Linked DNA regions of Sus scrofa: regions 1 and 2 are each linked to region 3. A link is a contact called in public promoter capture Hi-C data. All regions are on one chromosome and are shown on one strand. Each heading gives the region's core, a stretch centred on a gene start, on an enhancer-like site or on the middle of the called end of the contact. The rest is flanking DNA. Distances are from core to core; before and after follow the strand shown. Region 1 holds the start of KBTBD7 (kelch repeat and BTB domain-containing protein 7). Region 2 holds the start of MTRF1 (mitochondrial translation release factor 1). Region 3 holds the start of AKAP11 (A-kinase anchor protein 11).

Region 1 (4,342 bases), core at 600-3,099, 890 kb after region 3:
AGCCCACAACCTCATGGTTCCTAGTCAGATTCATTTCCGCTTCGCCACAACAGGAACGCCTAGATTATTTCTAATTTTGGTTATTATGGATAAATCTACTATGAACATGCACTAGTCTTTTTATGGACATGTTTTAATTCCCCTTGGGTAAAGGCCTGGGAGTGAAATTATTGGACACAATATTCAGAGAAACCACAACAGTTTTTTGTTGTTTTTAGGGTGTTTTTGTTTTGTTTTGTTTGTCTTTTGGGGCCACACCTGCGGCATATGGAGGTTCCCGGGTCAGGGGTCGAATTGGAGCTGTAGCTGCTGGTCTATGCCATGGCCCACAGCAATGTGGGATCTTAACCCACTGAGCAAGGCAAGGGATCGAACTTTGTCCTCACGGATACTAGTCGGGTTCGTTTACTGCAGAGCCAAGATGGGAACTCCCCCAAACAGTTTTTAAAAGTTATTCTCCTGCTGTGCGCTATCCACCTATTCATATAATATTGAAGATTTCATTCATTAGGTTATGGTAACACTTCACAAACTAGCAACAGGAGTGGTCTGGGTTTTAAATAAAAGTTCTCTAACAAATCTCTAAACACTTGATTTTGAATATTTAACTAATGTTGATTAGTACATATATAAAACACTTCTTTAAAGCATAGGCTGTACTGTATTACTTCAAGGAATGTCAGGGCATATATGAATCCCAAGCTGTTTGAATCTTGTGCTTTTGTACGATTCAAGGTATGTTTGTTTAAATATTTTAATTTAAAACTCTCGTTAAAACTCCTTAATAAAGACAGTTCCAAAATCTTCAAAGGATTGGTGGAAAGGAACTGAAAGAACAGTATGAGTAACACTCATATCAAGAGGTTGTGAAAATAACCTTGTTCCTCGGAATGAAGTGTTGATTTGGTGAGATGCCAACCTATTTATATGCCTGATTTTCATATTTAAGGCCATCTATAAATGCTGTTCTCTAGGACCTCATCTTTGTCTAAGACATCCTAATGATTTTTTTTTTTTTTTTTTGGTCTTTTTGCTATTTCTTGGGCCGCTCCGGCGGCATATGGAGATTCCCAGGCTAGGGGTCTAATCGGAGCTGTAACCACCAGCCTACACCAGAGCCACAGCAACACGTGATCCGAGCCGCGTCTGCAACCTGCACCACAGCTCACGGCAACACCGGATCGTCAACCCACTGAGCAAGGGCAGGGACCGAACCCGCAACCTCATGGTTCCTAGTCGTTAACCACTGCGCCACGACGGGAACTTCAACATCCTAATGAATTTATATGTCACTTAGTACTGAAAATATTGTAATAACGTTCAGAATCTTCCAGAAGTAGCAACATTAAACACTGGATGTTTTCTTTGCAGTAATTGCTCATGGTTTCAAGTTAAGTGGGTGTCGCACTCTTAATAAATTCTAAGAGAAAAGCCGACAATTATTAATCTTTATATTTTAAACAGAGTGTAAGCACTTAATTGTTCTAATCAACAAATATTTGGGGAAATAACTATTAAAAAATTAAAACACACACACACAAATATTTATTGAAGCATCCTGTGTCCTATGCAATTTTTATCTCATTTCATCCTCACACGACCCTAGGAAAGACTATTCTCCCCATTTTGCAAAGAAGGAAAAGTTCTCAGAGGGAAGCTACACAGTTAATAAACATTAAAACTGGGCTCTTACTCTGGACTTCAAAGCCAAAATGCCAAGCCGTCGGAGCCGGGAGAATAAACGCTCAAACCCTGAAGCAGTCTTGCCCCGGAAGCCTCGCGATATTACTCAAACTACTACTCCCAACATGCAAAGCGCCTTCTCTGCCGCCGCTAAAGTGGGCGAGTGGGGAGGGCCCCGCCTGCGTCAGGCGCGAAAGGCAGTCTGGGAGTGGTAGTTCTCCTGGAAGCCTACCGGTATTGCCAGCGCGGCAGTGGCGGATCTCTTGGTTCCAGCCAGTAGGTCCTGTGAGGGCGAGTTGAGGCGGAGAAAGGGCGCGGAACTGGAAACGGGTGAGTCAGGCACTGTCTACGCTATAAAGGGAGGCGGCACCGCGGTGTAGGGCTGAGTTAAGTAAGCGCGGCCCCCGCGCAGTCTCTCCGGAGACACCACAACCTTAGCGTCAGCGAGAGAAGGGTGAGGAGGCGCCCGAGCCCGGTCTTTGCACCCGTTCTCGCCCTCAGCTCCCTACCAGCATCTCCACCATGCAGTCCCGGGAAGAAGCTTCGCGCTCTCGCCGCCTCGCCAGTCCCCGCGGTGGGAGGCGGCCCAAGAGGATTTCCAAGCCTTCGGTTTCGGCTTTTTTCACGGGGTCGGAGGAGCTGAAGGACACGGCCCATTCCGCAGCCCTGTTGGCACAGCTCAAGTCCTTCTACGACGCGCGGCTGCTCTGTGATGTGACCATCGAGGTGGTCACGCCTGGCAGCGGGCCTGGCACGGGTCGCCTTTTTTCCTGCAACCGTAACGTGCTGGCCGCCGCGTGTCCCTACTTCAAGAGCATGTTCACCGGCGGCATGTACGAGAGCCATCAGACGAACGTGACCATGCACGACGTAGATGCCGAATCCTTCGAGGTGCTGGTCGATTACTGCTACACGGGTCGCGTGTCCCTGAGTGAGGCCAACGTGCAGCGCCTTTACGCGGCCTCGGACATGCTGCAGCTGGAGTATGTGCGGGAAGCCTGTGCGTCGTTCCTAGCCCGCCGCCTTGACCTGGCCAACTGCACGGCCATCCTCAAGTTCGCCGACGCCTTCGACCATCACAAGCTGCGGTCGCAGGCCCAGTCCTTTATCGCGCACAACTTCAAGCAGCTCAGCCGCATGGGTTCGATTCGCGAGGAGTCTCTGGCCGATCTGACCCTGGCCCAACTGCTGGCTGTCCTGCGCCTGGATAGTCTAGACATCGAGAGTGAGCGGACAGTGTGTCACGTTGCGGTGCAGTGGTTGGAGGCGGCTCCCAAGGAGCGGGGTCCCAGCGCTGCCGAAGTCTTCAAGTGTGTCCGCTGGACACACTTCACGGATAAAGATCGGGAATACCTGGAAGGGCTGTTGACCAAACCTATTGTGAAGAAGTACTGTCTGGACCTCATGGAAGGGGTCCTGCAGATGCGATATGGTGACATGTTGTACAAGTCTCTGGTGCCAAAGCCAGAGAGCAGCAGTGGCAATTCTGTTGTCTCCATAGCAGAAAATCCACCCCAGAGGCTGGGTATGTGTGCCAAGGAGATGGTGATCTTCTTTGGCCATCCCAGAGATCCCTTTCTGTGCTATGACCCATACTCAGGGGACATTTACACAATGCCATCACCTTTGACCAGCTTGGCTCATACCAAGACTATCACCTCCTCAGCTGTCTGTGTCTCTCCCGACCATGACATCTATCTGGCCGCCCAGCCCAGGAAAGACCTCTGGGTGTACAAACCAGCCCAGAATAGTTGGCAGCAGCTGGCAGACCGCCTGCTCTGCCGGGAGGGCATGGATGTGGCTTACCTCAACGGCTACATTTACATTTTGGGTGGGCGGGACCCTGTTACTGGAGTTAAATTAAAGGAGGTGGAGTGCTACAGTGTTCAGAGAAACCAGTGGGCCCTAGTGGCTCCCGTACCCCATTCCTTCTATTCCTTTGAACTGATTGTGGTTCAGAACTATCTTTATGCTGTGAACAGCAAGCGCATGCTCTGCTACGATCCCAGCCATAACATGTGGCTGAACTGTGCTTCTCTTAAACGCAGTGACTTCCAGGAGGCCTGTGTCTTCAATGATGAGATCTATTGTATCTGTGACATCCCCGTCATGAAGGTGTATAACCCGGCCAGGGGAGAATGGAGGCGGATCAGTAATATTCCCCTGGACTCCGAGACCCACAACTACCAGATTGTCAATCATGGCCAAAAGCTGCTCCTCATCACTTCTACAACCCCGCAGTGGAAGAAAAACCGGGTGACTGTGTATGAATATGATACTAGGGAAGACCAGTGGATTAATATAGGTACCATGTTAGGCCTTTGCAGTTTGACTCTGGCTTTATTTGCCTCTGTGCTCGAGTTTATCCCTCCTGCCTTGAACCTGGTCAGAGTTTCATCACCGAGGAAGATGATGCACGGAGTGAGTCTAGTACTGAATGGGACTTAGATGGATTCAGTGAGCTGGACTCTGAGTCAGGAAGTTCAAGTTCTTTTACCGACGATGAAGTCTGGGTACAGGTAGCACCTCAGCGAAATGCACAGGATCAGCAGGGTTCTTTGTAAATAGTTTGAAATACTAAGCTATTTCTACTGCTGTGGAATGTATATTAAAACGATGTGTCCCTTCCTTTTCCTGAAAAAAAGAAAACAAAGGTTGA
Region 2 (4,942 bases), core at 349-2,848, 850 kb after region 3:
TAGGAACCATGAGGTTGCGGGTTCAATCCCTGGCCTCCCTCACGCGTTGCTGTGGCTGTGGTGTAGGCCAGCAGCCATTGCTCTGATTAGACCCCTAGCCTGGGAACCTCCACATGCCACAGGTGTGGCCCTCAAAAGACAAAAAAAAAAAAAAAAAAAAAAAAAAAAAGAAGTTGGTATCTTGAAATAGGTAATAAACATTAGATATTTACATTTATATCTAATTCCCCCCCCCCTTTTTGGCTGCACCAGGGGCATGTGGAAGTTCTCAGGCCAGGGATCAAACCCACACCACAAGAGTGATCCAGGCAGCTGCAGTGACAACACCAGTTCCTTAGCCCACTGTGCCACAAGGGAACCCTGAATTCTCCTTTTTTTATATTTGGTCACAACATAAGAAAATATGCTGTGAAGTCAGTAATACAGAATTATATTTGCCTTTGCTTTTCGGGAAGAAATACTGAGGCACTAGGTCAATGATTTGTAAATTCAATCTCCAAGCTCTGTATCGCTGTTAAATATTCAAAGTAAGGCAATCCATCCCTGGCCTTGCTCAGTGGGTTAAGGATCCGGTGTTGCAGTGAGCTGTGGTGTAGGCTGCAGACGTGGCTCGAATCCAGCGTTGTGGCTGTGGTATAGAGGCCATCAGCAACAGCTCCGATTAGACCCCTAGCCTGGGAAACTCCATATGCCGTGGGTGCAGCCCTAAAAAGACGAAAGACCAAAAAAAAAAAGTAAGGCAATATATTTGCATTTTCCTGAAACTGTTTATTTTATTTATTTATTTATTTTTAGGGACACACCTGCAGCACATGGAGGTTCCCAGATGGGGTCTAATCGGAGCTGTAGCTGCTGGCCTACACCACAGTCACAAGGGATCTGAGCTGCATCTGCAACCTACACCACAGCTCACAGCAACACTAGATCCTTATTTAACCCACTGAGGGAGGCCAGGGATCAAACCTGCACCCTCATGGATGCTAGTCAGATTTGTTTCCACTGAACTCCCCTGTTATGATTTTTAAAAATACAAAGGCACAGTCTCAATTAGTCATTAGGTATTTCCTCAAGCAATGGAAAAAACCTCTGAAGTATTCAATGATAAAAAGGTATTCTCATTTTAAAAAATTAGGAATCGCTACTCTAGTGACTCCATCTATAAAGAAATTCTTGTATATACTTATCTCTTAGGCACAGCTGTAGAAAATCTCTTCTGGGCTTGCCTAAAATGTTGAAAACCAAAACTCCACCTTCGGCCTAGGGCGTTGGGGGTGGGGCCCCCTGTCGGAAATAAACTACAACTCCCAGAATTCTCAGGGAGGCGCTCTGGGGAGTTACGGTTCTTTCAATGTTCTGGCACAGCTGCTGCCGCTCGCCGGCTCCCCTCTCCATCGCAACCTACACTCTGGACTCCGACTCCGGATGAGCACGAGGCTTGGTTGCCTCTTGGGAATTTTCCTCGCGTTGCCACTTTTCTCTTTTGTTTCTTCTGGTAGTTTATTATGCACACCCAAGAACTACTGCTCCCGAGAAAAACCCAGACGGAGGAGAAGGTGGCTGGAAGCCTTTAGCCGGAAGTGGCGAACCCGGAAGTAAAAGTGATCAGGTGTCTATAGGGCTGAAATCCTAGTGGATCCCAGAAGGTTCCCTCGGTAAGGAAACCTAATGTCCTTTTTTTGTTGTTTTTTAAGGTACTCACAATTCACTTCTTTTTTCTGATCCTAAAAGTCTTTTTTCTTTCTCCAGCTTTTTTTCTCTATGGGATCACTCCATATGCCGCGTTACACGGTGTGGCTTACACGTGCTGCTCTCGTGTGGGCTTAGTATCACTACCCACTTGCCGAGGCTGAGCGTTCCTTCCAGAGTATCAGCTTACTCTTGTTACTGTGGAGGGTGATGGAGAAGACTTGCTATGCTCAGGTATAGATAATGGAGAATAAACATCTTGCGTTTTATTTAACACAGTTTCATGACCTTGAGAACTGCTCATTCTACTAACTGTGCCTAAAATGGAAATTTAGCTAGAAATGTTGTAACAAAAATCTTTTTGCCTTTTTATTGTCGTCGTTCTTTCCATTTGCAAATGGAAACACTTCTGTGATGTCTTTGAGACTGTGCGAAGACACAGAAACTCCTGCTGGAGGACTGTAACCTTTGTGGCTGTTGGACATTAACGAATGTGATTATGTTAAATTTTGTCGGTATAACTCTGTAGACTGGATATTTTAGAGACCATTCCAAATAGTGTATTTCCTAGGAAATAATACTCTCTGAAATAGCAAACTTAAAATGATCAAAGGAGCTAATATATGAATGCATGTAGCATAGATGGAACACTGTAGACAATTAAAGGTTGGTTCTGATCAATTTTGACCCTTATTGCACCTTTGAACCACAGGATTTTAGGGGCAAAGTATTAGAACACTTTATCTTTTCCCCTTTATACTCAGTAAAATTATTGTGTACATTTGTTAGCTTTTTTTTTTTTTCTGTCTTTTTGTCCTTTTTAGGGCTGCACCCGGGGCATATGGAGGTTCCCAGGCTAGGGGTTGAATCAGAGCTGTAGCTGCCAGCCTACACCAGAGCCATAGCAATGCAGGATCCGAGCTGCATCTGTGACCTACACCACAGCTCACAGCAACGCTGGATCCTTAATCCACTGAGTGAGGCCAGGGATCGAACCTGCAACCTCATGGTTCTTAGTCAAATTTGTTTCCGCTGTGCCATGACAGGAACTCCTACATTTGTTAGCTTTTTCAATGATCTGTTCAAAGGAAGGAAAACAGCCAATTTCACTAAACCTGTAGTGTTTTTTTTTTTTTTTTTTTTTGGCTGCACCAATGGTTTAAAGTGACAGCGTCAGATCCTTTAACCACTGTGCCACCAGGGAACTTACCATAGCTTGTAATTTTATTTATGTATGTATTCATTTTTATTGTTTTTAGGGCCTCACCTTTTGCGTATGGAAGTTCCTGGACTGGGGTCGAATTGGAGCTGCACCTGCCAGCCTACACCACAGCTACAGCAATGCCAAGTCCAAGCCACACCTGCAACCTTCGCCGCAGTTTGCAATAACACTGGACCCTTAACCCACTGAGTGAGGCCAGGGATTGAACCTGCATCTTCATGGATACTAGTTGAGTTCTTAACTTATTGAGCCAACAGGATCCCCCGTAACTTTTCATTTTTTTAAGTAATTTTTTTTGCCTGATTATAAAAGAGTTATGTGCTGTACCTGTAGGAAACTTGGAAAACACTGAGAAGTAAGAAAAAAAGAAAGCAAGCAAAAAGTATCCTTAATCCCACAACTAGAGATCGTCATAACATTTTGGTATGTTTCTTTCTTAGTTTTCTTTTTTTCAAAAAAAAGGTCTTCCTCAACTTAGAATGGGGTAAACCCGTGTATTTCATATACTCTAGAAAAATTTGAAAACTTTGTTGGGAACATATTGTTTTTTATTCTTTTTTCATTTAATTATCATCATTGTCTTTTTTTTTGTTTTTGCCATTTCTTGGGCTGCTCCCGCGGCATATGGAGGTTCCCAGGCTAGGGGTCGAATCGGAGCTGTAGCCACCGGCCTATGCCAGAGCCACAGCAACACGGGATCCTAGCCGCATCTGCGACCTACACCACAGCTCGCGGCAACGCCAGATCGTTAACCCACTGAGCAAGGGCAGGGACAAAACCCGCAACCTCATGGTTCCTAGTCAGATTCGTTAACCACTGCGCCACGACGGGAACTTTTTTTTTTTTTTTTTTTTTTTTGGTCTTTTTAGGGTCACACCCATATGAAAGTCCCTAGGCTACGGGTCGAATCAGAGCTGCAGCTACAGGCCTATGCCACAGCAACATAGGATCCAAGCTGCATTTGCGACCTATTCCCACTGAGTGGGGCCAGGGATTGAACCTGCATCCTCGTGGATACTAGTTGGTTCTTAACCCACTGAGCCACAATGGGAACGTCCATTGACTTTTTTTAACCAAATTTTCTACTTTCTTAGTATGTTAATGTTTAAGGTTTTCTTCCTTCTCGGCTAGAAGGGAAGCAATTGAAGAGTGATTGCGTAGCTGGGAACAAAAGCACTGAGCTCTGAAGAGGCAACCTGCATTTGCCTCAGCTCTGTCTCTGTTGGAATGAATAATCATGCTGAAGTTACTTGACTTCCTTGGACATCTGGACATCTAAAAGCATTAGACAAAAATACTATTTCCTGGAATTCCCTTCATGGCACAGTGGTTAACAAATCTGACTAAGAACCATGAGGTTGCAGGTTCAATCCCTGGCCTTGTTCAGTGGGTTAAGTATCCGGCATTGCCATGAGCTGTGGAGTAGGTCACAGATGTGGCTTGGATCCCACGTTGCTGTGGCTCTGGCATAGGTTGGTGGCTACAGCTCCGAATGGACCCGTAGCCTGGAAACCTCCATATGCCTTGCGTGCAGCCCTAGAAAGACCAAAAAAAAAAAAAAAAACAAACAAAAAAAACAACACAAAAATACTATTTCCTTCAAAACAGATTAGAAATTCTTAGATTTCTTCCTTAGAAGAAATCTTTCTTCCTTAGAAATGTATTAATATGTGAACCACCTAAATTTTGCATGGTTATTTTATCCTTGTCAAGTGCTTACTCACCCGTTGTATTTCAGGTTCTGGATACTTTCTAGAAAATAGCAGATTTAACTCATTCTATTAGTATATTTATAGTAGAAAATATATCCGTATATATCAATGTATCAGTATTGCGTGTAATTTAGTTACTCTCTATTCACGCCTTAGTTAATCATCTGTATTGAATGGGTAGAAAACAGTGCTATCTTCATTATTTATTTATGTATTTTTTAGGGTCACATCTGCAGCATATGGAAGTTCCCAGGCTAGGGGTCGAACTGGAGCTGCAGCTGCCAGCCTGCACCACAGCCACAGCAACACTAGATCCGAGCCT
Region 3 (4,866 bases), core at 1,060-3,559:
TTGCATCCTAAAAGCTTGAAACCCTTGCCAAAAGGTGAAAAAAAGACCAGCCAAAAAAATCTGTCTGCCAAGATGGAATAACAAGGAACTTTTAAAACCTATACAGGTCTCTTTTGTCCATTCCCAAGAAGACACTGCTGAAGTTTTTCCAGTTTCCCCAAGTACAGACAGAACTCCACTGCCTTTTTATAACTAGAAATTTCCCTAAGAATAACCTAAAATGTATCGTCTGATGTGGTTTGATTTACTTTTCCAACAGTTAAGTTCCTGGAATCTTTAAAAAACATTTTTATTTAAAAAAAGACAAAAAACAAAAACACCTTAAATGTATGATCCTTCTTCCAGCCTCAAAAGGCAAAGGAAGATTTCTTCAGCTTCAAGACTTATCCCAGGAGTTCAGAAGCGAGAGAATTTCTCACTGAGGTTCAGAGACTCCGGCAGGTCCCCTATTCTCAACAACTGGGAAATATCATTAGCCTAGAAGTAAACCACTAGGCCCTTATTAATAGTGCAGCTACGTGGGTACAAGACACGAATCACTGGTTACTAGTTCAGCTTGGGAATCCATGTTTGGACTGTCTTACATTCTCTGATCTCTCAAACTGCTGTTACAGCTACAACTCAAAGTGAAATTCACTATCTACACTTGGGTCAAGTCTGCCAGAAGGACCATAACAAAGTCTGAATAATCAGTACTACTTGAAAAACATAACGTGTGTTTGAAAAGATTCATTTCATGGCACTATTTTAACTGACACTGATTGTGCAAGGAACTGTGCTGCCATTTCTCGTAAATCATAAGATATTAAAATCATCTCTGCATGGCTGAGTACCCTATTCCTGTGTGCATTTTCTGACTATTCCCAGATATATCAAAAATAGTATCATTCAATATAACATCCCTAACAAGAAGCTAAGAAAAGCTTACAAGTTTTGCAAGGAACTGAGTAATTACAAAGCTGAAATGAGAACCAGAATTTTTAATTCCAGTCTGCACTAAGGCCATTAGATATGTGTTTCAGCAGTATTTCTCACCCTGAAATTTCCTTAGCATCTTAAGTTAAACCACCTCCAGTTTAATAAGGTTTTAGAGGAGAGGGTAAACAGGACTGTCACCATGTCACATCACGGAGATTTAGATTGTACTGCCATTGTCATTTTGCCAATGCTTTTAATTCTTTGGTCACATCCACATTTTTTTTTAATAAAGCAGGTTAGGTGCCTGGGATACAAGAATATACCAAATCCATTAGGAATATGGATGGCCAGTATTTAAGCCATCAAACAGCCAAGGAGAAAATTTGACAGCAAATCCAAGTATCAACACTCCAAGGAGCTGCTTGCGCTTTCCGCTCCCGTCACAAGATTTGGGTTGTGCCTGTTTCTAGGGCTCAAGGGTTCTGACAGTGAAGGATGCTGTTCGGGGACAAAGTGCAACGTCCTCCTCCTGCATATGCCCCCGTGCGCGCACCACGAACACAAACTAAGCACACGCACCAGCACGCACCGGCGGGACCCGGCTCTGCAGACCACCCTGGGGATAGAAACTGAGCTTGTCATTCAAGAGGGCTGAAGCTTCGCCGCCACACTCGGGCCCCAGGAAGACCCCCCCAACCTCGAGCCTGAGGACACCCCCCCCCCCGCCCCCGCCCCGGTGCCTATGGCTTCCTCCCTCCGCTTTGCTCTTCCCGCCCTCCTCCCACCACCCTGCGAAAGCGTAGCTCTGGGCAGCCCCCAAGTCAGACCAGGGACTGCGGGCAGCGGAGGAGCTGCAGAGCCCGAGTCGGGCCGCTCCATCCACAGCGGCCCCACACCCCGCCGCCACCCCAGCCAACGGCGCCGCTCACGTCGCGGGCGGATCCGCGCCCGGCTCACCTGGGGGCCGCAGCCTCCGCAGCTCACAGGCATGTCAGCGGCCCGCAACGACCAGCCGCGCGAGCTGCCGAGCAGGCGGGCGCCCCCTCCCGCAGCGGCCCCCAGCCCTCCCCCCTCCCGCCCCGCGGCCCGCCCCCGCCTGCCCACCCCCAGCTTCCGCCGCCGCCGCCGCAGCTCCAGCCCGCAACACCTCCTAGTCCTCACGCCTCCCACTCACTCTCGCGAGAGGGTGGCACACTTCTCGCGAGAAGAACTCCGCGACCGAGCCCGCGCAAAAGTGGGTGGGCTTTGAAAGAAGGAAAGAAGCAACAGGAAAAACCTTCCACGTGCTCCGGGGCAGCTAGCGGAACGGCCCCGCGAGTCACGTGACCGCGTCCAGCGGCCTCGCCATTGGTCAGAATCCGCTCGGCTAGGGGAGCTTTAAACTCGAGGCTGACCTACGAACCTGCGGCGGACGTCTTGCGCGCTTCCTGGCCCGTTACCTTGGCAACTGTTTAACCCTTTCCTCTGGCAAAATAGCCAAGTCTTGGCTTGCCCAGCAGTTTTGGTTTGAGGCTCTGATTCCTTTCCTTCGACCCCTGGGTCTTACCGCCTAGGGTCAGCTGGGCTCCTTCTTCTCCCCAGACTAGTTTTGCTTTCTTCTAATTCACGGGGTTCTTCTCATTCCGGCAGCCACCAGATCTGACGGCCCAAGAAAGGCGCATCTTTGGGTGGCTCCGCCCCTTCTCCCCAGCATCTCTAGGGAGGACCACTCACAGCACACCAGGCCTACAGCCCTTTCCTAACCTCAACAATTAGCATCAAGAGATTTCCGGGCCCTAGTGCTCACCCTGATGTCGTTACGTGATTTCAGAATCGGAGTGTAAAGCACTGGTCACAGAAAAACCAAGACCTAGATGAAAAGCTAGTATGTAAAATCACGGTAGAATCGGAAGGGCTAGTCCTCCGAAGTTGCAGTCTCCTCGAAGACATCTATTCCTCAAGGGTGGAAATACCTGAAAGATGAGAAAGACATTTTTAAGTGTATCCTCATGATGAGTTTTGCCCTGGTTGGGATAGACGGGCAGGGAAGAAAGGGTACAGTCATCTGTTCATTTCTTCATTTAACAAATTTTTGTTGAGAGCCTACATATATTGGGTATTATTCCAGGCACTCAGTTGAGCAGCCTCGAAGACAGATAAATTGAGGTTCTAGGGAGTTTATGGCGGGGAGGGGAGAGAAATAATCTGTTGGTTCCTCTATGCAGAGGAAACAGAGTGAATAACGTGCTGGCAATTGTTTTGACAAGGAGAGATATAAGCAGGGGTTTCATGACAGGCGTGCAAATATCAGAGGGAAGAGCATTCCAGGCAAAGGAAACTGCTAATTCAAAGGTCCTAAATTGGGTTTGAGGGGGGAGGTATGAGAAAGTAAGAGGAAATAAGCTCAGAGAAGTAAACAAGAATGGGTTACATCCTGGAGGGTTTTGTAACCAATAAAGGAATTAGGAGTTTATTCTGAGTGCGATGAAAAGTACTGGAGAGTTGTTTGTTTTGTTTGTTGTCTTTTTGTCTTTCTATGAAGAGTTTTAAATAGGGGTGAGATACTATGGTTTAAATTTTTTTTTTTTTAAGCTCTTCCCTGCAGAGAATGGATCTTAAGGAGACCACAGGGGAAGCAGGGAGTTTAGGAGACTTGTAATCTGTATAAGAGAGAATCTTGAAAATTTAATTTCCAGAGTTCCCGTTGTGGCTCAGCGGAAACAAATATGACTACGAACCATGAGGGTGAGGGTTCAATCCCTGGCCTCGCACAGTGGGTAAGGATCCAGCTGCAGCGGACATGGCTCGGATCTGGCGTTGCTGTGGCTGTGGTGTAGGCCAGTGGCTACAGCTCCGATTAGACCCCTAGCCTGGGAACCTCCATATGCCACAGGTGTGGCCCTAAAAAGACAAAAAAAGAAAAATTTAATTTCCAATGAACTTAATATTCCTATTCTTAAAATCCCTTAGCTTCGAGTCCTGGTTCTGTTTGCTGCCGTTTGTTAAAAACATCTTCATTTACTGCTGTTTAAGTATTATAGGAGAAATAAATGGGAAATTTTGTCACATGGGAGAATGAAGGACCCAAAGGGAAAGTCACCTTTGATATTGTTTTCCTCCCTTTACCACATCCAGATAACCACCTCTTCGGTCCAAAAGTCAGTTCTCAGAAAAACCAACATCAAATGATACTCAATGCAGATATTTATTCCTAATTTAAGTTTGGAAAAATAAGAGGTTGAGGGCTAAAAAAGGAAGATGTTTCACGAAAAGAAATAGAAATCGGAGACCTGCGTTCCAACTGAAGAACTCATTAGCTGATGACTCAACCAAATCAAGGTACCTTATCGTCCTTGAGTGTCAGCTTCCTCATACATAAAACAAGGCAATTGGACTAGCCTACATGCTGAGCAGTTAAGCCTGAATTACACTTTGGCATGCATACACCAGCAAGAGGGAAGCTGGAAAGGGAAATGAAATGAATTTTTATAAAAACCTAACAGAGTCAGCTGCACAAGCCAAACGAAATTGGAAGCATGTGTCACACACACACACACACACACACACACACACTCACACCCCACATGAGGAACTAGGCAGCCGATTAATGCAGATACAAGGAATGCCTCCCTGAGAAACCCTGGCCTTCTCAGAGTGTGAAAACGGAAGCATTGCCACCTGCTCAATCTCATATTCCCTTTCTCTGTAGCTATTTTGAACCTGCGTAGTATTTAATAAATAATGATTCACATGTTCCTAACCAAGAGTTCAGAAATAGAAAATAAATGTTTAAAAGATCCAGGGCATTGATCTTAACAAAAATAAGATTTCAAGAACCATCATAGGGTTACTCCTTGAAAGGAAAAAATGCTGAAGGAGACAAAGGTATTCTTTTAACAAATTAAGACCATCCTTTTCAAATGCTGAAAGACAGAGGTCCTGCCATGGCTCAGCAGTTAACGAACCTGA

What was found. Promoter capture Hi-C pulls out the DNA fragments that hold promoters and counts their contacts.
Region 1: a promoter capture Hi-C map of liver shows a contact between it and region 3, with 5 times the contacts expected there. The contact joins the promoter of KBTBD7 here to the promoter of AKAP11 in region 3. A contact is called at or near these places in 1 of 5 promoter capture datasets (liver) and 1 of 2 datasets of contacts at active chromatin or transcription factors (alveolar macrophages).
Region 2: a contact with region 3 is called in a promoter capture Hi-C map of liver, with 9 times the contacts expected there. The contact joins the promoter of MTRF1 here to the promoter of AKAP11 in region 3. A contact is called at or near these places in 1 of 5 promoter capture datasets (liver), 1 of 47 Hi-C or Micro-C datasets (liver) and 2 of 2 datasets of contacts at active chromatin or transcription factors (alveolar macrophages and skeletal muscle).

The regions. Positions count from the first base shown.
Region 1 is chr11:25,641,812-25,646,153 of Sscrofa11.1, forward strand. It overlaps KBTBD7 (kelch repeat and BTB domain-containing protein 7), which reads left to right and starts at 1,850. Exons shown (of 2, transcript XM_003130995.5): 1 at 1,850-4,000; 2 at 4,003-4,342. The coding sequence starts at 2,206. The coding sequence ends at 4,247.
Region 2 is chr11:25,602,471-25,607,412 of Sscrofa11.1, forward strand. MTRF1 (mitochondrial translation release factor 1) reads left to right here and starts at 1,599. Exons shown (of 12, transcript NM_001243580.1): 1 at 1,599-1,652; 2 at 1,747-1,920; 3 at 3,242-3,331.
Region 3 is chr11:24,750,101-24,754,966 of Sscrofa11.1, forward strand. It overlaps AKAP11 (A-kinase anchor protein 11), which reads right to left and starts at 2,310. Exons shown (of 13, transcript XM_021065623.1): 1 at 2,093-2,310.